3 separate regions of the Mus musculus genome follow, and regions 2 and 3 are each linked to region 1. The links are chromatin contacts, called in public HiChIP or PLAC-seq and promoter capture Hi-C maps. All regions are on one chromosome and are shown on one strand. The core of a region is the stretch at or near the end of the contact, and the rest is flanking DNA. Distances in the headings are between cores, read along the strand shown. Region 1 holds the start of Cntd1 (cyclin N-terminal domain containing 1). Region 2 holds the start of Hrob (homologous recombination factor with OB-fold). Region 3 holds the start of Dhx58 (DEXH (Asp-Glu-X-His) box polypeptide 58).

The links. Promoter capture Hi-C pulls out the DNA fragments that hold promoters and counts their contacts. HiChIP or PLAC-seq counts read pairs in DNA pulled down with a chosen protein or histone mark.
Region 2: a contact with region 1 is called in an H3K4me3 HiChIP or PLAC-seq map of bone marrow-derived macrophages, with 6 times the contacts expected there. The contact joins the promoter of Hrob here to the promoter of Cntd1 in region 1. A contact is called at or near these places in 2 of 115 datasets of contacts at active chromatin or transcription factors (bone marrow-derived macrophages and pancreatic cancer cells).
Region 3: a promoter capture Hi-C map of liver shows a contact between it and region 1, with 2.5 times the contacts expected there. The contact joins the promoter of Dhx58 here to the promoter of Cntd1 in region 1. A contact is called at or near these places in 4 of 39 promoter capture datasets (the 3T3-L1 cell line, fetal liver and liver), 1 of 115 datasets of contacts at active chromatin or transcription factors (pancreatic cancer cells) and 1 of 9 other capture datasets (liver).

What each region holds. Positions count from the first base shown.
Region 1 is chr11:101,277,655-101,280,991 of GRCm38.p6, reverse strand. It overlaps Cntd1 (cyclin N-terminal domain containing 1), which reads right to left and starts at 1,789. Exons shown (of 7, transcript NM_026562.2): 1 at 1,512-1,789. The coding sequence starts at 1,686. It overlaps Coa3 (cytochrome C oxidase assembly factor 3), which reads left to right and starts at 2,044. Exons shown (of 2, transcript NM_026618.2): 1 at 2,044-2,278; 2 at 2,540-3,022. The coding sequence starts at 2,065. The coding sequence ends at 2,652.
Region 2 is chr11:102,247,300-102,250,636 of GRCm38.p6, reverse strand. Hrob (homologous recombination factor with OB-fold) reads right to left here and starts at 1,755. Exons shown (of 10, transcript NM_153544.3): 1 at 1,545-1,755. The coding sequence starts at 1,547.
Region 3 is chr11:100,702,427-100,705,763 of GRCm38.p6, reverse strand. Dhx58 (DEXH (Asp-Glu-X-His) box polypeptide 58) reads left to right here and starts at 1,493. Exons shown (of 13, transcript NM_030150.2): 1 at 1,493-1,593; 2 at 1,695-1,863; 3 at 2,069-2,270; 4 at 2,495-2,685. The coding sequence starts at 1,696. Kat2a (K(lysine) acetyltransferase 2A) reads left to right here. Exons shown (of 18, transcript NM_001038010.2): 16 at 1-3; 17 at 104-188; 18 at 333-1,018. The coding sequence ends at 526.

The sequences.
Region 1 (3,337 bases), core at 540-3,039:
TGCTTCTCTTCCCTCCTCCTGGGCGTATCATGGGAATGATTTAAAAGCCTTTCTTGCTAGTTCTAAAACAGTCTGCTATTAACCTTCTTCTGGGTGTTCTTCACAGATCTTAAACTTAGTAGATCCAAATCAAAACAACTGCCCCCAAACAAACATCACATTTCCTTATTCTTGCACTGTGTGTAAGTGCTGCTCCAAATGGCACCACGAGGCTGCCAGTCTCTGAGGCTCAGCCCTTTGACAGTCATCTTTCCCATCTTCATCTCTTAAACGAAAAACTCAGATTTTTAGATTTTGCCTCTGAGCTGTTTTAAATCCACTCTTGCCTTCCTCTCTGTCATCACTCTGACTACACACAGGCTCCCCTAGCTCACCTCCCAACTCAACTCCAGCCTTTAGACCACATACAAAATCATTTTTACCAGGGGGAAAATGACAGCCACATTGGCCCCCTCATTTACATTTCAGTGGCTTCGCTCAGCAGAGATGGCTTAGCAGTTAAGAGCACTGGCAGGTCTTCCAGAAAACCTGGGTTCAATTCCCAGCACCCACATCAGGTGGCTCACAACTGCCTATAATTCTCAATTCTTCTTTTTTCCTGCTAAAACAAGTATAAAGTTCTCTCCCCTGACAGACATTCAGACCTCTGCTTGGAATGTCTCCAAACTACTTTCCTGGCCTTACTCTCTATTGCTTCTCCATATGCTCTGGTCAACCTGGACAACTAAACCCTCCGCTCCCAGCCTCCCTCTTGTTTTCCCAAGTTTTATTCATGGTATCATTCAATCCCTGGACCTCATCTTACCACTCCTTTAAATTCTCATAGTAGCTTGTATTCTCTGTGTCAATCACTCTAACCGTTATTTGTATCCACTTGCTCATATGTTAACAATTCCCACCTAAAGACTACATAGTTTGAGAGCAATGGCTAGATTGCAGTTCCCTCTTTCTATACCAGGCAATGTAAATGATAAGCACTCTAAACACGTTTATGGAAAGAAGAGTAAAGGGGGCTGGTGGTGGAGAGATGGCTCAAGCAGTTAGAAGCACTGGCTACCCTTCTAGAGGACCAGGGTTCAATTCCCAGCACCCATATGGCAGCTCACAGCTGTCTATAACCTCAGTTTCAGGTGATTGGATACCCTCATACAGACATACATTAATTTTAAAAGGGGGGGGACTCCCCATGATGCCGTGTGCTTTTAATCCCAGCATCTGGGAGTCAGAACATCTGTCAATTCCAGGCCAGCCTAAGCTACAGAGAGTGTTCCAGGTCATGACTCCACAGTGAGACTTTGTCTTTAAAAATAAAAATAAAAAAAGGCACGTGGGGAGTGGTGCAGGGAAGTGGGGGTTAAGAAATAAAAAAAAGAGTGCTAGTAAGCCTCGTTCATCGCTTATAAGCCCCACGACCTCGCACAACAAGAGTACTAGCAAAATATTTGAGTGAAAAACAAAGATCAACGCTCCCCTGCCTCCCGTAAACCTGACTCCCCACTCTGCATCCACACCCACGATCCGGGTCTCCCTGAAGCTGCCCGTCCGTCCCGCAGCCTCCTTCACGGCTTGCTCGTTCTGCTGGGCCAAGTGAAGCAGGGCGTTTTCGATAGTCTCTGTGGTAACCACTCCGAACTGAAAGTCACTACAGTTCACCAGCCTGGGCCTCAAGGGTCCTTCCATATTCATAAGTCTTTCGGAGTACTTGGACAGTTTACGGGATCCATAAACTGGCCTCCTTAGCTTATTTCCAGAATCTTCTGCCACACCTTGGATTCTTCCTTCCCTTTCTATATGTTTGCCCTCGCTTCGAATCTGAGAAAAAACATAATGTCCACCACGGCTTCGAACGGTCAACAGCTTTTCGCGCCCCAACTGACACAGAGAGCTCAGCCAATCAGAAAGCAGGGCGCTTTTCACCTTTCCTGTCCCTCCTCTAGGGCGGAGAGACCCTGCCTCTACCCAGAAAACTCCACGTGGACTACAGCTCCCAGAGTTCCTTGCTGAAGTCAAAGACTACAATTCCTGGCGAGTTCCGGGCTTGACGGCTTAGGGCGGAGCAGCAACATGGCGGCCCCTGGAGCTGGTGACCCTCTGAATGCTAAGAATGGAAATGCTCCATTCGCTCAGCGCATCGACCCGTCGCGGGAGAAATTGACCCCAGCGCAGTTGCAGTTTATGCGGCAGGTGCAACTTGCCCAGTGGCAGAAAACACTGCCACAGCGGCGGACCCGGAACATCATGACCGGCCTGGGCATCGGGGCCCTGGTGTTAGCTATTTGTATCCGTCCTGGCTATACCGCATATGGGGTTAGGGAAAAGGGAACAAGACGTGTAGCTTTTAATGTGCGGGCAAATGAGGTTCATGCCTAATCTTACTATATATACGCAGCGCGTATTGGCTTAGTAATAACAATTGGTTAAGGGTTCAAAAGGAGCAAAAGGGTGGCAATCCAAAATCATTAATTTGGGAAAACAGCAAGGGTGGCTAGACGAAAGGAATGCCCATGTGCTTTGTGGTTTCCTGAACCCACTCCGTCAGATGGTTACACCTTCTACTCGGTGGCCCAAGAGCGTTTCCTTGATGAGCTGGAAGATGAAGCCAAAGCTGCCCGAGCCCGTGCTCTTGAGAGAGAGCGAGCTTCGGGACCCTAACTGTATGGACCATCTTCAAACTGCTGGATCCCCTGTATATGTTGAATGATGCCTGGTGGTCTTACAGCATCACTGGCACACTAACGTCGGACTGTGTGATTGAGCCCAAGAAGCCAGAGACTATGCATTTGGCCGCTGCCAAGGGGGGGATTGCTCACTTCACGTGCAGTTTGTCCAGTTACTCAGCCCTTTTTATTTCCTTGTTTGAGAGGTATGCAACCTTGCCTTTACCCAAACTTTGTGGTTTACCCCTTCACCTCCCAGGGGCCCCGACTCTTAAGGGGGAGGGTGTGGCTTAACTGCAGCGTTGGAACCTTAAAGTGGGAAAGATAGGGTCAAGTTAAAGTAATAAAATGAGTCATGTCTCCCGAAGCCAAGCTAGTGTGTGGGGGCAGAGAGACATATGGCACTTCACGCTGGAAAGCTCCCTGGCACTAGCTGCAGCGGTGGCATTGCCCCAGGGAGCTGTAAATGTTTAACTAGAATTACTTTTTCCGTGAGATCTTTCCACCTGATTTAAGGGAGAGATTACTGGACTGTTTGAGACTGACCCAGGTCTTAGGGGGTAGAAGAAGGTCACTCTTCTGTTCTCTGCCTTCAAGAACAGACTCTTAATGGCACGGGCCTTTTCCTGTCTCTAGCTTGGTAGGTGAAGGATGAGCAAGGAGTAACTTCATTCTTTTAA
Region 2 (3,337 bases), core at 506-3,005, 970 kb before region 1:
CGCCCGCAGCATCATCCTGTATTCACTACAACCTTTTCCCCAGCTCTAATGTGACCATCTCAAGTATACTGGGTTTCTGGTGTGTCTGGCTAGTACTGGAAGAGGGAAAAGAGAAGAAATTCGATTTAGCTAAAGACTTAAAAATACTCGAGCCGGGCGTGGTGGCGCATGCCTTTAATCCCAGCACGCAGAGGCAGGCGGATTTCTGAGTTCGAGGCCAACCTGGTCTACAGAGTGAGTTCCAGGATAGCCAGGGCTACACAGAGAAACCCTGCCTCGAAAAACCAAAAAAAAAAAAAAAAAAAACTTTCTTTAAAAAAAAAAAACCAAAAAAATACTTTCTTTAAAAAAAAAAACCAAAAAAAAAATATATATATATACACATATATACATATAATGCACACACACAGTTTATCTGAACTACTCCTAGAAAGGGGAGATAGTAAAAGAGAGGCGACTGCTAAGGGAGACAAAGGCAGGGTCAGCATAAGGGTCTCAAGTAGCCCAAGTTGGCCTCAAGTCATTATTATGTTGATAAAGGTAATTTTCAAATCTTATATAAAAAAAATGATTGATTTAGTGGGGGTGGGGTACACTACTGCATGGGTGTGAAGGTGAAAAGAACTTGAGGGAGTCGGCTTCTTCCACCCTATGGGTCCTAGGGATGTAACTGAGGCATCAGAGACAACCACCTTTTACCTGCTCAGCCACTTCCCCAGCCCCTGACCTTGAACTCCTGACCCTTTCCTTTCCCAAAGGATGGGATTACTTGCCTACACCACCTCTGGAAACAGGCCTGAGTATTCTGCAACAGAATCTCAAAGGTTGGTCCAACACAAGAAAGGACCCTGCCTGAAACCCTTGTTTCTGAGGATCAAGCCAGTGATTTCTTTCTACAGAGGACCAAAGCCAAAGGCAAAGTTGCCAAGAGTGTGGACTGCCCCAGTCTACGGTTCTTCTTCCTGGACAGCAGACTCAGACGAGTGTCACACCCACAGCCTGGGTTTTTGGTGGGGGATTGAGGGCGTGTGGCATGGTAGCTGCTGCCTTTAATTCCCAGAACGCCTAAGGCAGAACTTTGAGTTCGAGGCCAGCCTAATCTACATACTGAGTTACAGGATAGCCAGGGGCAGAAAGCCTGTTTCAAGGACCCACCCTCCTCCCAAAAAAATAAAAACAGAGGAGGAGGCGGAGGAGGAGAGGAAGGGAAGGAGGGAGAGGAGAGTTGAATGTTAGTCACCCCAAGATCACGAGGTTGGGGGCAAAGATTCCAAAAGCCAGTGACGTTTGGGCTCGCAGGGATTGATGACTATTTTTCTGTCTGTCTGTAGGTCTGTATGTCCGGGGGAGGTACCTTTCACAAGGTCTCCTGCGCGTTGCGCGCCCTTCCTACCTAGCCCCCAGGTCTGCAGACTACACTCAGTCTCTACCAGGCAGATCCCGTCCTAGCAGACTAGCGAGCCCGGAGCCCAACCCGGAGTCCGGCTTCCCCGGGGCTGGAACGCCTCCTCCCCAGAGCCCGGGCGGCTTAGACGCGGCATTACCATAACGACAGGCCGTGGGCTCGGGCCGGCGGGTCGGCCCGGCCGTGTCAGACTCAAGGGTTCACCTCCAACTCGACCCAGACGTAGAGTAGGGAACTATGTCCGGTCGCATTCCCAGAGCAAGGTCCAAGAGAAGCGTCTTTAAGACCGCAGCGGAAACTGAGAGAGGGGCGCCTAAGAACGTGCACCCAGAGCGGCTTTCAAAGCCGCCGCCAAAACAATAGCTCCGCCCCCTTAAAGGGAAGGCACCAATTTTTATCCTGCCGACACAAAGTCCTTCTTCCTCGGGCCTTCCGCCGCAGCCTTAAAGGGAAAATCAAAGGTCTCTCGGTCGCCCCCAAGCGGTCCCTCTAGTCCAGCCGGCTGCCACGTTCTGGTTGAAAGGGAGCTTGGAGAAATCTTATACACTTTATTCTCCCTTCTTTTTTTTTTTTTTTTTTTTTTTTTTTTGTTGAGCACACTGGTGATTTGAGAGTGACTTCATCCTCACCAGAACGCAGCCGATCGTGTAGCCCAGGCTGCCCTCTAACTCACTTTGTAGCCGAAAATAACCTTAACTCCATATTGTTCTTCCTCTACCTCCCAAACGCTGGGGTGGCTGGTTTTATGTGGTGCTAGGGATGGAACCGGGGAGGGCGGCGGGGGGGGGGGGGGGGTTCACACTTTGTAGGCCAAGCTGATTGGTAGAGACAGGAAAAGGTAGAGAGCCTCATGCGCCATCATCCTCTGGTGAATGAGGAGGGATTGAACGATTTTGGGCCTTGCACGTGCTAAGCAAATGTTCAACACTAAGCTAATAATACGCCCAGCCCTAAAGAGTTTCTACGACAGAAAAATGTGTGCCTTCTTTGCATGTTAGAAAAATAGGCCTGAAAGCTGGGAGTGCATTCCAATGGTCAACATTGTACTAAGCGTCTTCAAGACTCTGGTCCCAGCTACCATACATACATACACTGCAGAAAAAACGAACAAACAAAAACATAAACAAAATTACTTTGGAGGCCATGCAGGGACTGGAAGGTAAGGCCTGGCTCAAGCATATAAGGCAAGTAAGACTGAATGAAGAGATCCGGGAAAGACAGGGTGTGTCTTTTCCTCAGAGCACAGTAGCCGTCTGAGCCATAGAAATATGACTAAATTGGTGGATTCTTCCTCAGAACAAGGCACATGTGTACAAACACATGATGCTTTGCACATAATTATAGGGGGGTTGTCTTCCTGAAGCCTCTAGTCAAGAACTCAGTCCCAGACAGGTGGTGGTGGCCCACGCCTTTAATCCCAGCACAGAAGGAGGCGGATTTCTGAGTTCAAGGCCAGCCTGGTCTACAGAGTTAGTTCCAGGAGAGCCAGGGGTACACAGAGAAACCCTGTCAAAAAAAAAAAAAAAAAAACCAAAAAAAAAACAAAAAACAAAACAAAAAAAAAACCCTCAGTCCCCTGGAATTCTAGGAAGCAAAATGGTATAGCAGTTAAACTGTAGATGCTGAAGTCTCGATAGCTGGGTCATAGGCTCTCAACTCTACCTCCTCTTTGCTATGTGAGCATGTGAGCTTGGTCAGGGTCATACCTGGAATCACATAGTACTCCAGGACTCTTGGCTGTTATCATTCCAGGTTAAACAAAATTAACAGTGCTGGGACCCTCCCCCTATACTGAGCTTGTCATCCTGCTCTGTCTGAGTCCTCTGATCTGCTTCCAGCCTACATCCCAGAACCCAGGTTTTCCATTTCTGAACTTATTCCTAGTCGGTCTGAGTTTCCACTGCTCTCAAACCCAGTCATTAAAGAGTTTAG
Region 3 (3,337 bases), core at 244-2,743, 570 kb after region 1:
AAGGTGGGAGGCCAAGGTCTTCTTGTCGGTAACTGAAGTGGGTGGCGGTCTTCGGTTGGGCGGTGAACACTGGGCCTGTCCTCAGCTCCTCTCTTCTCTCTAGTCACACCCCAGTGCCTGGCCCTTCATGGAACCTGTGAAGAAGTCAGAGGCTCCTGACTACTACGAGGTTATCCGTTTCCCCATTGGTGAGGACCCTTGTACTCACTCCCCAGCCTAAGCCCCCAGTCTTGACAGGGTAGCCTGACTCCTGTCTGCATGTACCATGGTGGGCAGCCCCAGTTACAGCCCTTCACCTCTTAAAGTCATGTGCCTTCTCTCTCGTGACCCAGACCTGAAGACCATGACAGAACGGTTGCGCAGTCGCTACTATGTGACCCGGAAGCTCTTCGTAGCTGACCTGCAGCGGGTCATCGCCAACTGCCGGGAGTACAATCCCCCAGACAGCGAATACTGTCGCTGCGCCAGTGCCCTGGAGAAGTTCTTCTACTTCAAGCTCAAAGAGGGAGGGCTCATCGACAAGTAGCCCCCAGCTGGGATCCGCAACATCCACCTCCATCTCCTCAGATCCGTTTGGGGGCTCCCGGCCCCCTCTCCCGGACTCAGCTGGAGAAACTCCAGCCAGGGACCCCAGATCTTACAGACTTTCTGGCCAGCAGGCACTCACTCCCAAGCCAGCAGCTCTCTTTCCACCTTCCTTGCATCCCACCTTGGGGAGACGTCTGGTCTGGGGCCAGCCCGTTGTAGAATGTCTGGTGGCCAGGGCATGAACTGTTGGTCCTTATAGAGCCATGCAGGCTGAGCATCCTGAGCCTGGTCCCCATGCCTGTTTCCCAGGGCCAGGACTATTCAGTGAGTAGCCTTCACATGGAAACAGCCCAGACTGGAGGAACCATGAGGGGCCTTGGCTTATCCTACACTGTTGTCTATCTGTCCCTCCAGGATTGGGGGCAGGAGGACCATTCATTCCTTGGCATTAATCCCTCGGAGGGAACAATAAAGCTTTTTTTTTCCCCTGTGTGATTGTTTTTTGGGGGGGGGGTCCGGCTTTAGACTTAGCAGGCTGACCTTTGCTTCTCGAGTCCTGACTCTTCTAACCTGAAAGCCTAACTTCAGGCTACACTGGTGCCACTGACCCCTGCAATATATAGTGGGGTGATGGACCTGGCTGACTGCCGTCCCTCACCTCCTCTGCTTCAATAACTTCCAGCCTGTCTCCCCTGCAAAGGGAGAGCAAGAGCTTGTCCTTAATGCCTGCCTATTTCCTGACTCCTGGTCCAGGAAACAGGCAGCCAAGGTCAGCCCCTCCAGGCCTTAAGCTCAGCCCAGATGGACAGGGTTACTGCCAACTGAAAACAGATGAGGAAATAGGGAACCCAGGAGCAGTGACTGTCAGCATCTCCCTTGCCAGTCTTCAATTTTTTTTTTTTTTTTTTTTTTTTTTTGATGGCTGGGTTGGGCTCCAGCTCTGGCTGGCTCCTCCCCTTGTTTCAGTTTCATTTCTAGAGCTCCAGAAACCTCCGCAGAGACCAGCCTAGTCTGCTGCTATTCATTTCCAAACCCCATCCTAATCCTGGCCAGTGCAGGCTCCAGGTAGTTATCTACGAGTTCTTGGCTAAGAACAGCCTCTGAAGCTTACTGGGCTGGCTGGGAGGAAGGGGACAGTACGTGTTCTGATCTCTCTGCCATTCCAGAATGGAGCTGCGACCCTACCAGTGGGAAGTGATCTTACCTGCTCTGGAGGGCAAGAATATCATTATATGGCTGCCCACGGGTGCTGGGAAGACCCGGGCAGCTGCCTTTGTAGCCAAGAGGCATCTAGAGACGGTAGACAGAGGCAAGGTGGTGGTACTGGTCAATAGGGTGAGTGGTCTGCCCTTCCCAAAGTGGGGTCTCTTAGCTCATCTCTTCTAGACGACCGCTCTGCCAGGTCTCCTCTCCTTGGTTCAGGAGATGGCTGGGTCCTGACATCTTGCTCCTCCCACCTTCCCCCACCCCAACTCCCAACAACTGCCATTTTCCACCCCCCACCCCAATCCAAGTTCTCTTCATTACTCTTCACTCCTAGGTACACCTGGTGAGCCAGCACGCCGAGGAGTTCAGGCGCATGCTGGATAAACACTGGACTGTAACAACCCTGAGTGGGGACATGGGATCCCGAGCTGGCTTTGGCCTGATGGCTCGGAGCCACGACCTGCTCATCTGTACGGCAGAGTTGTTACAGTTGGCACTCAACAGCTCTGAGGAGGATGAACACGTAGAGCTCAGAGGTGAGGGGGAAAGCCGTGACCTGCTCACAGGACGTGCTCCTGGGCAAGCAAGCCTCCTTCCTCTAGCCCAGCCTCGCTTTCATTCCTACCTGCTCCCTGTCTGGGACCCAGCCCAAAGTAGGGAAGGGAAGAGGAAAACTTCAGAGAAAAATGAGGGCTTCACAAAAGTGCTATGAGAAAGAAGCAGCAGCAGCAGCCGTCCACTGTCTCTCATGTGCCCCCAGAATTCTCGCTGATTGTGGTGGACGAGTGTCACCACACCCACAAGGACACCGTCTACAACACCATCTTGAGCCGGTACCTAGAACAGAAGCTGAAGAAGGCAGAGCCCCTCCCCCAGGTCCTGGGTCTCACAGCCTCCCCAGGCACTGGAGGGGCCACCAAGCTCCAAGGGGCCATTGATCACATCCTACAGGTCAGCTGAGCCCCTCCCACCATAGATCTTTGCTTGTCTTGCCTCCCAGTCCTACCAAATATACTCTTCATACTATGGCTATGCTCGTCTCTTCCGCTACCTTGAGCATATGAGGCTTGTGGGACCCTTTGAACTTACTATTCCTTTTGCCTGGAAATGCCCTTGCTTTTGAACCTCCATCAGATTCGTTTTCACCATTCAGTGAACAGCCCTGTCATTGTCACAGTCTCCCCTGGCCATCCCCACTACTCTGTCATAGAACTAATTTTAATTATTTTCGGAGTTCGTTCGTGCTATAAACTGGAAGCTGTTTGACCTGGGAACTATGAAAATGGGAACTGCTTTTTCTTTCGTTCTTTATCATGCGTACGGCGTTCTGCCTGCAGGTATGCCTACAGGCCAGAAGAGGGCACCAGATCTCATGAGATGAGATGGTCATGAACCACCATGTGGTTGCTGAGACTTAAACTCAGGATCTCTGGAAGAGCAAGCAACCAGTGCTCTTAACCTCTGAGTCATCTCTCCAGCCCTCTTTGCTGATTTTCAATTGTTTCTTCATGGTCATTTGAATCTAAGTTCCTCTCGCTCATCAATGCGAGAGTATTAGTCACTCACCGGGACGCACTTCAGACTTTTTGAAATGAATCCTAAC